Regions from separate parts of the Astyanax mexicanus genome. Here region 2 is linked to region 1. The links are chromatin contacts, called in public Hi-C maps. All regions are on one chromosome and are shown on one strand. Each heading gives the region's core, a stretch centred on a gene start, on an enhancer-like site or on the middle of the called end of the contact. The rest is flanking DNA. Distances are from core to core; before and after follow the strand shown. Region 1 holds the start of tmem109 (transmembrane protein 109). Region 2 overlaps tmem132a (transmembrane protein 132A).

Evidence for each region. A called contact is a pair of places that touch in the nucleus more often than the background predicts.
Region 2: a Hi-C map of muscle shows a contact between it and region 1, with 9 times the contacts expected there. The contact joins the enhancer-like site here to the promoter of tmem109 in region 1. A contact is called at or near these places in 2 of 3 Hi-C or Micro-C datasets (both in muscle).

The regions. Positions count from the first base shown.
Region 1 is chr7:45,828,055-45,834,973 of AstMex3_surface, reverse strand. tmem109 (transmembrane protein 109) reads left to right here and starts at 5,325. Exons shown (of 3, transcript XM_007229480.4): 1 at 5,325-5,686; 2 at 6,557-6,659. The coding sequence starts at 5,480. It overlaps LOC125803005 (a long non-coding RNA gene), which reads right to left. Exons shown (of 3, transcript XR_007440061.1): 3 at 6,917-6,919.
Region 2 is chr7:45,904,920-45,912,829 of AstMex3_surface, reverse strand. It overlaps tmem132a (transmembrane protein 132A), which reads right to left. Exons shown (of 12, transcript XM_015604671.3): 2 at 7,369-7,439; 3 at 6,421-6,635; 4 at 5,463-5,672; 5 at 4,252-4,763; 6 at 4,002-4,154; 7 at 2,318-2,513; 8 at 1,873-2,016; 9 at 840-1,042; 10 at 1-105. The coding sequence starts at 7,429. Among protein-coding and RNA genes, the nearest start is that of tmem132a, 5.2 kb to the right of the region's middle. Within about 2 kb of position 2,334, the one cell type or tissue checked has an H3K27ac peak away from gene starts, as active enhancers do.

The DNA.
Region 1 (6,919 bases), core at 4,076-6,575:
AGAATATGTTATATACTTAAGATTCTTCTAAATAGTCATATTTAACTTTGAGGACAGATCTCTTGAGAAGGTGTGTCCAAACTTTTGACTGAGTGCATTTTCTTCTATCCTTTCTTAGGTTATTTAATGAAAGCCTCTTTATTTTTATGCGAGCTGTAATTTGTAGCTTTACTATTTATGAAACAATCTTTTGCAAATTAAATTTTTTTATTAGTGGCCAAACTCTAGCGGCCAAACAGCAACACTTCAAGCCTTTCCAAAAAGTATGAGAGCTGGTGATGGTAAAGTTGAGCACAGTTTTTAACATAGCATTATTACCAAGTATTTCTTCCGTCGTTTTTAACTTTTAACACACACTTTACGATATAACTTAAATTTGGAAAATGCAGATGGGCAGGGTTAAGCCAGATAGTGTCTTGACAGAGACCAACAGGGGGCGCATCAAAATGAATGGGTTTATATAGAACAAATAAGCAAAATCATAAACATAGCACAAAAAATAAGGACATTTGTGTTTGGTAGATTGTTAATTTGTTGTAACATTGCTTCTTTGCAATAAATTGTTTAGTGGTTAAAAGCTTGTTAATTTCCTTTTTACATTGGGCAACATTTGTAAGTAACATGAATTTGTAGGATGAGCTGCAGAGCTAAGTATGTGAGTTGCACATATTGGCCAAATATTCTCTACCATTGCCAAGCATCTTGTTTTGCTGTTGGTATTTTCACCTGATTCGTAACACCTGTGAGCATGGGCCCTGCAACTGTGGTCAATAGGTACCTGCTTCAAGAATCAGCATCATGCCACGATGACTGATCTGGATAGGGCCCATGTGATACGGCAACTTCAAGAATTGGCGGAGAGGATTTGGAAAATTTTTCATGGGTATAAGTATGTGGGCACAACCTACATGCTCGGCTCTGCTGCTTATCCCACAAATGCATGGACCTTGCAAATGTCGCACAATTTAGGCTAACCATACAGTAGACAACTTCGAAAAGACTCTGAAAACTCTGAAAATACTTTAAACGGACTAAAGTCTGACACTCTCTCACATCTAAAGACTTTTTAGTCACAGATTAGTTACAGGCTAAGATTTTGCAAAGACTGGGGATCTTTAAGGATTTTTTTTACTTTTATTTATATATACTTTCATTATTTTATACTTTATATACTATTTTATTCCATTCTGTCATGTTATAAAAGGAAAGACATGTCAAATAGACCTTCATACTCACTCCACAGATCCACAGTTTCTCCTTCCTTTGTACACTCCAGGAGAATGATTTTATCTGAACATCAGGACGAGAAAAAGGCTGACTTAAACCTTTAATCCTAACCTAAGATGACGCGACTGCAACTCAACTCAAGCAAGACTCTAATGATTTTTTTCCCCGACACTGGAAATGTGTCTATAATATTAAATAAGATCAATTGCAGAGAAGCATTATTACAACAGAGAAACCAGTGATGACAGTAACGCCTTACTTAGTAACGCGTTACTCTAATCTAACCCTTTTTCAGTAACGAGTAATCTAACGCGTTACTATTTCCAATCCAGTAATTAGATTAAAGTTACTTATTCAAGTCACTGTGCGGTACTCTCTCTCTCTCCACCTCACACACACACACGCACGCACGCTCCCTTCCCCAACCCCTCCGCTCCAACAGGTTCAGTGTTCAGATTTATAGTGTTTAAAAATATCAGGTCAAGAAAGAATTTCTTTATTTTATATTTTTTATAAAAACAAGTGTTTATGTTAAGTGAAATCAAGAAAGACCATATTTTATTTTTTATAAAAACAATTATTTATGTTAAATTCATTCAAGAGATTTTTTTTCAGTAAATAGTTCAACTTTAAGTGTCAAGAGATACATTGCTGCTATTAAAAATGCATTTTCCAATAAAGGCAGTATTGGCAAAACTGGTTATCATTTTTATGTTAAGGTGGGGGGAGGTGGTGTCTGCAGCTGCCTAAAGTAACTAATAAAGTAACTTGTAAAGTAACTTAGTTACTTTTAAAATCAAGTAATCCATAAAGTAACTAAGTTACTTTTTAAAGGAGTAATCAGTAATCAGTAATCGGATTACTTTTTCAAAGTAACTATACCATCACTGAGAGAAACCATAAAAAAAATCAATTCTGTTTTAAGCATTTTTAAACATGCTCTGTTAGTCCAACAGCATCAGCTTAACAACAAGTCAGCTCACATTAGCATTAATGCTATCGTAATTTCTGTCCGAATATTGTTTGCTGCCGAAAAATTAAATAAGTACAGCTATTACATGTTTGAGCCAGTACTTTATTTTACTTCCTAAAATTAAAAGAATATCCTGTACAAGTAGTCAGACACTATTTTTAAATTGTGTTTTTAGCCGTTTAGCTCCATTCACCCCATTTATTGAGGACTTCCTCGTGGGCTCCCTCTATCGGTCAGCAGGAAATTTCTGCTATAACAGGGGAGATGGGAGAGTGGGCAGGCTCGCCATAAACCAGCTGTGGTCAAGCCCTGCCCTCAGCTCCACCACGCTGCCCACACCCTGAGTTGCCAGGTTCGTAGGTTTCCAGCCAAAGTGGGCTTGTTTGAAATTCCAGTCGCGGGTAAAAAATAAAAAAGCGGCAAATGTGTAGAAGTCCAGACTAAAATCACTCTTTCTTGGATCACAACAATAAAAAACAGGAGAACAAGGAGGTAACCCATTGCAAGGACTAATAAATATTAACGTCACCATTGCATTTTGATTTTATTTTTTTTACATTTATTATGCAGTTCATCACGAAAAGCCATGGCCAAAGTGAAGCTTTATTTTTTCTTTTCACTCAGCTTTTTCATTTTGTATTTGACTGTGAAATACACGTATGGGAATGAAAATGAAATGGCAAGACATTTAATTTGCCCTGTGACCCTTATTATTTATTTTGTCATAATATTTTCCACACGTTCAGAAAAAGAAAGCACAAAACAATGTATGCATTTTCATGTTAGTATTTTCATTTCAGTTTTATTTTTGGCAGGATTTAGCTCCCATAAATCACAAGGCGATGAAAAAAATGTTAAAGAGGATAGAAGAGTTCAAAAGGGGCAAGAATAATAATTAGCAAAAGTCAGTTCTTTTTTTTGCTAATTATGTTACTATTAGATGTTCTTGACTGGGATATAAAACGGTTATAAAAGAACTCATAAAAGTAAAGTTACAATATTATTAAGATCTTTAAGACAAATAGCAATACTGATAATAAATCCATTATTAACAAAATACACTTGACATTTGCTTCAAACATGTAACAGACATATGTATATTGGGCTAGTTTAAGTATCTGAGGGCGGGTTTTAGACTGACTTTGGGCTGGATATTGTTTTGGACCTGGCAACCCTGCCTCACCTCCTTCTCCAGCATTTTCCTTCCCTGTTAAGCCAGGCGGACACTGTGCGATTTTAGCCCGATTTTAAGCCCGATCTGGTCGGATGCGACTGAATTTCATGATCGGGCCGAATTTTAGCTTGATCGTGCGTCGTTTGTCGTGCAGTGTGAGAGGGGAAGCCATGTCCGATTAATTGCCCATACGAGCTGCGAATGAGCAGTCGGACGCGACCAGGGATTTCTGACATGCCAGAAATTTTGGTCGCTTGTCTCACAGTGTGAGCTGTTTTGCGGGCCGATTTCTTAACGTCACGGCCTGTTTTCCCAAAAATCTGCACAGTAACTATATATAATTATTAGTCATATTTATTTCTGTCAGTTATAAGGATTTATATTTATGTTCGTTACACAGACTTATAGCTTAATATAGCAGACACAGGCATTCTGCTGTTTAAGAATTTCAACAGATGCTTATTCTCAGTCAATAGCTGGAGTTTTTGAAAAGAAAAATTAAAAGAGAAAATATCTTTGACAAACATAAATTTATTTTATTTCACTTTGCTATTATATCTGAAAAATAAAGCACATTGTCAGCCTCTGATGCTGCCCGTCAATTATATAAAACCTAAAACATGCACAGAAATATAATATATATTTTATTATTCGTTTCTTTTCGCCAGGGCAAATTTATTAAAATTATAAATATGTTAATTTATTAATTAAAATCTCGTCCAGTGCTCCAGAATATTAGCCAAAGCCAGCTTAGCGCAGCGCGTGGCATTGCGCGCGGCATTGCCCGCATAATAACCTCTGTCTTCTAAAATAAACGTTTTAATAAATAAGGTCGGAGAAGTGTAGTATAATTAGTGCTATTAAACTTACTAAAGCTAATAAATGTACTGATAATTAATCAAGATAAATCAGACAAAATGCGCTGCGCCTCTCTCTCGCTCTCTTTCGCAGCGCGGAGCTGAATTCAGCGCGAGGCTACAGAAACTCAGTTCAGTTGAATAAAAATAAGTAAGGGCCTGTAAGTACAAGCAAAGGGCCTGTAAGTAAATATTGTCAAATATAAAGAATAGTTTGAGGTTTTGGTGAGCTGTTTTCATGATTTGAAACTGAACTAACTGAAACTTTGATTAATCTGCAGAAAGCCTGGGTTATTTTAAACGAATTTTTAATGAGTTTATATTTTATATTTATTCATTTTAATTATTTTTCTTCTTTTATTAATCAAATCATTAAATATATATCTTCATAAGATATACATTTTTTACCTTTTATGTCAATTTTTATTATATTTTTTTAAGGTCCTATTTTTCCTTTTTTACGTATATATTTTATTCGTCTATAATAAATGTCAGTTTTTATTTATATTTTTTATATATTTTTTAAATCCCTTTTAAAATGTTAATGCTCAGCGGCACTGTAAATGAGGGTCCCTATCCAGTGTGAATAACCTATTGCTTGTTTAATATTCAGTGTTTCAAAACCAGTTTTTACATAAACAATAAACAGAATAAAAAATAAAATTATTTTATTTTATTTAAGCTGCTGGTGTTTCTTTCGCAGCCTGACGCGCAGTCATTTTTCTATGCGCTCTCCTTCTGTAAAACGGACAACCCGTAGAGTCCACGTCGCCTCAGCCACCTGCGAGTCCATGTACGTCTCTTCCGTGGACTTTCAGCGCACAACAGGGCACAAATAAGCAAAGCTAAGCGCTTTCTTTTGCAAGGCGTTGTGTTGAAGCGAGAGTTTGTACGCAAAGAAAGCTCCGCCTACGGGCTGCGTTTAGACGTGCAGTGTCAGCTCCCCTGTCGCAGCAGGTCAGTCGGACCGTACAGTGTGTGCAGATGAATCGCAGGCGTTGTTCATACACGACAAACGATTCAAACGTGCAGTTTGAGCTCTCCAGAACGCATCCGATTAAAAAAATCGCACAGTGTCCGCCTGGCTTTAAAGTAAAGCTGAAGTTCCTGTTAAAAAGTCACTATACTCCTTATAAAAGCCTGTTTTCTGTCCTATTTTTGGCTGATATCACCCAGACATTATCCTGTAAAGGTAAAGATAGAGGGGAAACGTAATAAGTGTAGGTTAATAGTTTTAGTAGCTGTAAAATGTTTAACATGGCATGGCTGTTCGTCCTGGTATCGCTGATTTTGTCCACGCCGGCGTGTTTAAGTCAGTCCTCGGGGTCTGAAAACCAGCCCAAAGCCTCTGGTTTGTGGCAGACTCTGCAGTCAGTGTCCACCAGTCTGTGTGAGGACGGACACGGGTTCCTGGTGTCTCTGTTTGGCAGACAGTCCGTGGATTCAGGACTGAAGGTGGGTACAACTTGGTTTAATGTCTGTGGACGAGAAAAACCCAGCCATTAGTCAGTATACTACTTCGTTACTACTTTGTTTTAAGTCCAGAACAAAACATAGCTAGAACATATGACTATACAGTACCAGTCAAAAGTTTATTATTATTTATTATTAAAGTTATGTAAATTAGGAAGGAAAACTTGTGGAAATATTTAGCAAACAAAAAGTGTTAAACAAACCTAAATATGTTTTAGGTCTTGCTTAAAGTTAACTAATAACTTTACATCAGCTATATTGTGAAACCATATTTTTCACTTTTTTTGTAGTTTTGTTGTTTTGTAATTGTTTTTTGTTATTGTTTTAAAGCAAGGTATGCAAAATACATTTAGGGTATTTGTTAAATGAATGCAATGTTGAAAAAGGTGAAATTTATTATTCAACAAATCTTGGTGCATCTTTAAAAAAAAAAAAAAAAAAAAAAACACCTTACTTTAAATTGCAGTAGCTGATGAAACATTTTCAAAATAAAGTTCAAATTCATTATAAATAAAGTCCTGTATGAAGCCAAAAGTGTTTTGACTTAGTCTTCAAGGGGGGGTGTCATAAAGCCAAAACAGATGAAAAAGGATTTTTGACTGTATTAAAGGGCAACCTTGAATCTCATGGTAAATTTGGTGTATTAGCTTGTGTCTTTGGCTTTAAGAATAAACATCACTTAAATGTAAAGCAGGAGAGTCCAAACGTCTAGAAAATGTTTTTAACGCATTTGTTCAAAATTGGATCAGATACAGTGGCATTCAGAAAAGGAAGTTAAATTTTCTGTTATGTTTAGACGTAAGAATGTTGTTCTCGTTTTATTGGCTGTATTGTTTTTGTGTTTTTAAACAGACCCTAAGAGAGATTACAACGTGGGCTTTAGAGTCTACTGCTGGTTCTCTGAACATACTGGCCTCATATGTCACAGAAGTGCTAGGAGCAGCTGGAATCACTGGTGAATCTACATTATTTCTAAAAACACTACATTATTTAAGTCTGTAATGAATAGTTTTGCTGCACTTTAGAAGTGTATGATATGTGTGATCTTGGTGTTGGATATCCTGATGTCAATGTGAAACATGATAAATTAAGATCCTGAATTAAGTTCCTCAAAGATTATTCAGCATTCATGTTCTGCCTCACTGTCCCCCACTCTACCTCACCATCCTTCATTCTAACCTTGCTCTACCTCACTGTCCCCCACTCTACCTCACC
Region 2 (7,910 bases), core at 1,085-3,584, 81 kb before region 1:
TCAGGTGATCCAAGCATGTAGGTTGGCTGACCCCCTGGACCCACTGGTCGAGCACTAAATTGTGCAAGGATCTGAATGGTGGAGCGCTGATAGACTGGACTGCATCTGAAAAAGACAAGGTGGAAGAGAGGAAAACAGTCACAAAGAGAAGGAAAAATAAAGATAGTGAAAGATGAATTTTAAAATACAAATGTGCATTAAATACAGTAACAACTGTACCTATCATTTAAATAAATGATGTAATTGGAAATAGCACAAAAACTCACTTGAAAAGATACTAAATACTGTATAAATACTGAATTTTACTTATAAAATGAATTGCCTGATTAAAAAAATGTTGTTAGTAGTAGTAATAGCAGTATGTCACAGCTGGGAAAGACACCATATTGGGCTGATGACATTACTGTTAAACATTCAGATATCAGCTATCATGGTTAGAACTTTTCCAAGTCAGCATTGCTAGGAATACTAGTTAATACCAAGGCATTATACATTATTTTGTGCATATAAACACCATTGAAACATGTCCACAGTCAGAAGTGTGTACGACTGATTTAATGATGCACAAACAAATAAAAGCTCTCACAACTTTTAAATAAAACATCTGACCTGTAGGATTATTCCAATAAAAACTTCCTACTTGGAACTGAGAAATTACAACATACTAGTTAAGATGGAAGACAGCATGAGTCTAATGATGTGTTAACAGTTCTCTGAGGGTAGGTGTTGTGAGGGAAAATGAACGGCAAGTATTTATTTATATTCCTAGCACCCAAATGGCTCATAACCTTATTTTTAACAATTTTCATTGTTTTTGAAGGTCTTGGAGCAGAGCATACCCGCTCTCTGTATGGTAGCTCCAGCCTCTGATGGGACTCAGGACAGAGTCAGAGAGAGAGATCCGGAGAGGAACCACAGGAGCCCACACAGCCATGCATAAGGAGCCCTTGAGAGTACCCAGAGAAAACTCCACCTCCACACAGGTACTGCCCATCCCAGACTCACTCCCATCTACAAACAGGGCGGAACAGTCACTCGACACCTGCCATAAACAAGAATTAGAAAGAACAGATGTGTTTTATGCATGTGTAGAAACATGTAAAGACAGAAGAAGGTGCAGTTTCAGATTTAAGACTTATTGCAGTTTAATTTTTATTCCGCTTTACCCTTTAAAATGGTCAATTCTTGACAAGTGTAATTAAAGTTGAAGCACTGCTCTGCCACTAGGTGGTGCTGGAGTAAACTCATTTTAAACACAGACTTACGTACCTAATCCTTTTAGACCTGAATTATATCCAGTAATGGAAAGAAATGGAAAGAAGACTCTTATATTATACTATAAAACATATACAGTAAAAAATCTGTTGCATTGTGAGCTAAATAAAATATTTGGTGCCTTAATGCTCTTTTAAAGAGGAATGGAGATTGGGGGCATAGGCTGAATATTTAAACATTAAGCAATCATACCCAAACATGCAAAAGGCCATTGTTAAAATGCTTATCATCATGTATTTTCAAATCTTAATGTTAGTACAGAAACAAAGCCGCTCTTTTTCTTTGCATGTCACTGACTTGTGCTGTTGTGCTGGGCATATAATTCAATTTTCTTTTCATTTTCATTTTCTTAGAACTTTAAGAAGGGTTTAAAGTTGTTAATCCAAAGTTGTGGGTGATTGGTGCGTAGCTTGTACTGAAGATCAGGGACCTCTATTTGCTGTGGGGTGGTTTGCACTATGGGCCAAATACCAAAATTCTAATCAGAATAATCAGACTAATGATACTAATGAGAATTCAGAAATGTACAGTTAAGCTCCATTATTTTCTCTCATGTAATAAACTCTGAGGTTCCACTCATTGTAAATGTCTAATTACCTTAACAATGTCTTCATTAGTTGATCGACACATTACTGCTGCAGTAATATCTGATACTTTCCCATCATGCCCCACACCCAGTACAATGACAGGGAGGGAAACTGGTTGGCTCGTCAAGATGGCCGTATTGATTATCGTGTTGCTCTGTGAATCGAAAAAAAAAAAAAAACAGTGAGATACTTCTTTCATAAGCAACATTAGTGTAAATTTACCAAAACAAAGTGTAAAAATATAATTTTACCAACCAATTAAAAAACAATTCTGGAACTACTGTGTTTAAAAAGTTTTCAGTGCAACAAAAGTGCAAACTAAAATATGCAACATTCATATTGCTCTCGAGTTGCTGCTGGTGCAGTAGTGCTACTGTTTCAGTTGTGGCCTGATTTCAGTTTCAGCTAAATACTCATTGGCCCGTTTGCACCAGCATGCAGCTGGAGTGACTCACCTCCGTGATGGGGGCGATGCCCACTATCTCTCTGTCTGTAAAAGACAGGAAACTCATCACTGCCCCAGGTGGTGACCCCAAGCTAGTGTGTAAGGAGTACTCCACCCACCAGCTAACTGCAACAGTCATGGCGACTCCAAAGCTTCTGCGTAAACCTTCCACTGAGAGACAGGCCACCTGCCTCAGAGCCACAGTGCTGAAGGACAAGAGATAAAATAATCAAGGAATGAACAAATGCTTCAGGTTGACCAGACAAAAAGAAAAAAATTAACACATATGTGTAAATTGAACATAATTATTTACATCTATTTGCAACAAGGGTATTGTATACTGGCAGTCGAATTTTTCAAATGTTGTTTTTGTAATGCTGACAGCACTTGTAGAAAAAAGCCAAAAGTCATGGCACATCAGCAGTATGTAAGTAGCTCATGAACTGTTATCTCAAGTGAAGGGCTTGGGAATGTGCACATCTGTTTTTATGTTTTTTGAGGTGTTTTCTTGTGAGTAAGGCTGAACACTGGCCAGCATGCTCAGGGCAAGGAGACATGAATTATCAGAGTTTGAGTGAGACCTGATAGTGGGTGCCACAAGGATGAGACATTTGGCTAGACACACTGGCTAGATTTGCCCAAGCAAATCGACCGTTCTGTCAGAAACCACATCTGTATTGAATCATACTCAAGGCCCTACATGCACATCTCACAGTTCAGTTCAGCAGTCTTTAGCTTCATGGGGCAAAATCCATGGGACACAATTCTCACAGTTCTTGTCCCATAACTTCTGGCATTTCAGTAATTAACCATGCCAATTATTTTCCTTAAATGGTTCTTTGAATGGATAAAGTGACCTTTATATTAGAGGCCCAGTTCCAAATAACTTTGACTAAAACTTTCTCAAGCTACTAGTGTAATTCCTGTCTGACAGGACTGACACTGTTATTAAGGTTAGGGGAGACAATATGATGTATTAGGTATGAATGATACAGTTTACATCTAAACAGTTTTTAAATGCTATTTAGAATTCCTTGCAAAAAATGGATGCCCTGTCCAGGGGGCTTGCAGCCAATGATTCCAGATAATCCCTGGACTCACTTTGACCCTGAATCAGATAATAAGATGAATACATGGATTTAAAAATCCTTTCTTAAGCCTTGTCCAGATGGGATTAGTTTCTCAAGGGGTCCTGGGGTAATTTTCTCTTTTATGCGGGGTCTCTTTATGCTGTGATTTTATTCCCATCCGGAATGACCATGTATGTGTTTTTTTTTCCAGACGTCCTCTGAGAAAATTTTAGGCTGAATTACCTATTGTTTTTCGCTGAACTCCGTGGTCCTTTTAGTCCCATCCAGACGCAAATCTCTGAGTTTCGTCACCTTGCGTTTAATAAAATAACTATTTGTCCACTGCCATTCACCGTAATTACACTTTGGGTGCACGTTTCCACAGAGATCCACGTAAACACGTAAAAGCGAGTGGAAATGGAGGAGCTACTGAACATCATACTGAATGTCATGTGAGAAAGCCAAAAAACTCACTGGTCCTCCTGATTTTTCAATTGCGTTTCAGATGCAAGAGTTTTATTACTAAGTAAAAGTGTGAAATATTTTTCACAGACCCCCCCTGAGAAACGAATCCCGTCCGGATAGGGCTTTAGTGATATTTTAATCACACTGTTTTGAACTTACCCTTGTGTGTCCTGAGCAGCTCCATTTCTACGAGAGATTATAGAAATGGTTTCATGCTTAGAACCTGATGTCCTTTCCACTTTGACAGTCCACAGGTCAAAGGTTATGGAAGGTTGAGCTTGCAGTGAGAGTAATCCTTTCTTTACTTTAAATCTGAATAAAAATACAAAACTGTGTTATACAGCTGACTCATACAGATTATTTTATACAAGTTATGATTGAAATTGTTTGACAACAGAGTCTATCATACCTCACAATGACAGATTCACTGCTAAAGTTGGACCTTAGATTTATCGATATTCCAACCGGTCGTCCAGCTCGCACAGGTCCCTTATAATAGCGAATCAGCACATCTGAATTCAGCCACAGCTCCTCCTCTTCAAAGTTGTCTAGGCAGGAAATGCCCTGTTTTGTCTTGTTACCTTTGGCTGCTTTGTCCTCAAGAGTCACAGGACTGATGTAGAACAGTTTTCTCTGCGACTGCTGCACTTTATCCTCCACACATCTAGGGGGCGTTAACTTAAGGTTGGTCACAGTGCCGAATGATGAGTAGTAGAGCTGTATCGTTTGAGTGAGGACCCCAGGTTTGGCCCTGAGGGCTGCTGAGAAGTTCTGCTGTCGCCGGCTGTGGTTATGAGCTCGTACTCTGTGTGGGTGCCGTTGTCTGAAGGTTTGGCTACTCCGGTGTTGGTGAATTGTCTGGTCAGGCTCAAACCAGTCCTTGGGAAAGGTCATTGTGACCACACACAGTCCTAGAGGGGGCTTTGAGATAAGTACAGAGGTAAGGGATTAGACAAAAGCAAAATATAATGGGGGAAAAGAGTAAAGACAGAAACACAGACTGCAATTCATATTGGCTGGATTGAGTTGTAGTGGTGTGTCTAGCAGTCAACAGTTTCTCAAACTAAACTACCCAGTAGCCTCTGAGAGCATTTTCATAGGGCAAAAGTGTGCGGAGTGACCTGGTAAGTGTGACTCCATGTTCTCGTGCTCATTAGACCTTTCACTGCGCTTTTTAGGCAGGATTCACATCCTGATTGGTCTCTTTTTTGCTTCATAGACCTATCAGTGTTTTCACTGGGTGGAATTTACACTTATCTACATGTATGGTGAAGCTTATTTGTACTTGCCCCTAGCAACATATGGTTATTGGGAAGCAAGGTAGTTAAATTATATAATTAATACATATAAATGTGCGACAGTGTAACTTCCTGTAATTATTTTTTGCAGGGTGAGTTGTCTGACCATCTATTGTAAAGGATACCTTGTATCTGCAAGGTCATTGTAGGTAAAACAGCTTAATTCAATTAGCAAATACAGGTGCAAATCAATTCATACCACTGTAACATCTATATACTTATATCCTGCTTTCCTATATAATAATATTTCAAGCAAAGACACACACATAAAACATTTTTTTGAGATGTTCTAAAGATCTAGATCCTGAACATTTGTCAGTACCTGAGTGATGCATGAGGCTTTCTGCTCCTCTGTCTGTTTGAAGGCATGAAGAGTCACACATGTTCCTCTGTTAGCATCACCCCTCATGTGGAACAGCACTCTGACCTTTAGCCTCTCTCCTCGATCAGCCTCATGCTCACACACAACCGTTTTGGAGAGGAGATACGCAACAAGAGGAGCTGTCAGAGGAGCGATGGGTTCAGAAACAAGCTTGAGGAGGAGAGAAGACAAAAAATAAACACGTTACAAATAGGCTTTCAAAGTATCAATCAAATTGTGAGGATCATTTAACAAGAGATCTCTATAAATAGATAACCACAGTTTCCCATTTAAATTAGCCTTAAAATAGTTGTTGTTATCAAAGTATGTGAAATATTGACAGTACCATCAAAAACACATATAATTCCAATGTCGTGAATAATATAATATCGTAAATGATATTATATCCTGAAATATTGTGCCATATCACCCACCCCTAATTATCACATCAGCGTAGTACTTTTTTACTGTTTTAGCAAAAGGAAGATTCACACTGTTCTAATTTCCCATGATATATCTTCTAGAGACAGATTATATCTGTCCAGTATCATTTATTTTACTGTAATCCTGGATATATAGAGATATTTGGGGTGCATTTTAATATCATGACATTCTGGAAAAAATCTGGAAAATTCTTGTATTTTTTAATATCTCAGTTAGGGATGTGCAATATGTATGCAATAATAAAATAAAAAAAAATATTTTGTTGCATTAGTGAATTCTTGAAATATATATTTTTTAAATTTAGTGTTAGCATATCGCCAAGAGTATTGTTATCACAAAATACCATGAAATATTGTGATATTATTTTAGGGCCATATTGCCCACCCCTAGTGCTATATAGTAACAGTATTTATTTATTCTGAAATGATGTATACATTTGAGTGGATTATTTTATATGAGTAAAGTGTTGATATACCTGAGTGACAGAGTAGGGCCCGAACGCTGCGCGAAGGCCTGGCTTGGAGGCAGCTGCTAGCGGAGGCATTAGCAGGAGGGACTGTGTGAAGGAGAATGGGCTGGAGTTGGTGAAGAGGAGGCCCAGGTCAGCCTGAGATAAAGGGAAAGAATGCCATGGCGGGGAGACTGTGATTTGGGCTGGAAGGGAGAGAGAAGCTGGAGGCTGGGCCTGGGCTTGAGTTTAAGGAAATGGATGGAATGGAAGAACAGAGAGATTACATTGTGTGTCAGTCTTAAATTTACTTAAAATGTTTTAAAATAATTTTGATTAGTCTGGAGGACTCACAAAATGTATTATTTTATGCTGGTATTATTTTATGTGACAGAAAATACCATGGTGCCATGAAAGCACCAAGTTTGCAAAAATTAATTGTGCAGAAACTATATTAAGAAACCCAGGCATGGTCTAGAGCAGGGGTTGGCAATTAAGTTTGGCAGTGTAATGGGATGGAGTGCTACAGACTAGTAGCTCTCCAGCCCAGAGGGTTGTTAAACCCAATTGCAGAACAGTTGATCTCAAAGTAGTTAAACCCGAAGAAAAATTAAAAAAATATATATGTATAAACACACCGCTCCTCATGAGGGATCGAACCTGTGTCGCCAGGGTCACGCTCCAATACACTACCGCTGCCCCGGCTAGTGAATTGGGACACGGCTAGAAAAAAACGCCCTTATAAGGAGAGCCCAAGAACGGGCGGAAAAACGAGAACGGGTGGAAACTAAATTCATGCCGAGCGCGACAGAGAGATAGGGGATTTATTTATTTATTTATTTATTTTTATTATCGTTCATTATAGTTCAACCTCACGAGCCAGATCTTTCATCTATTGCCGACCCCTGGTCTGGAGAAAAAACAGGATGCAAATGTTGGTGATAATTTCATGGGATTAAAATGGTTCAGACTTACAGAGCATCACTGACCAGCAGAGGATTATCAGCTTCATAGTGACGAGACCATTCACACCCATTACTTCATCCCTAAAACACAACATCGAAAAAAGCTCATCATCACTCTACAACCTGTGCTGCACTCTGAAATAAGAAGGTACCACACAGACCCCAAGAATAATTATTTTAATGGTAAACTAGTTTTGTATTCAGAAATAAGACATTTAAGTGTGATGAACCTAAAGTTCCAGGAAACTCATAAATGTGACTGCAGGTTTTTGTGTGATCAGGTGTTTGAGGACTGACCACTTAATTAAACAAGTGGAATCAGGTGTGCCTGCTGGTTATTTGGAATGAAGAGCTGCAGCCACATGGTCCTTTGTGGGTACAGTTAACAGCCAGGCTGTACACTCTCTGAAGTTACTTGTAAGATTTCTCAACACTCAATCAGGGCTAGCATTATCTCCCCTTTAACCCCTATCTGCATATAAATATTTTTTATAATGCATGTGTTGTCTGTGCATGTGTATATATACAGCTCTGGAAAAAAATAAAAGACAG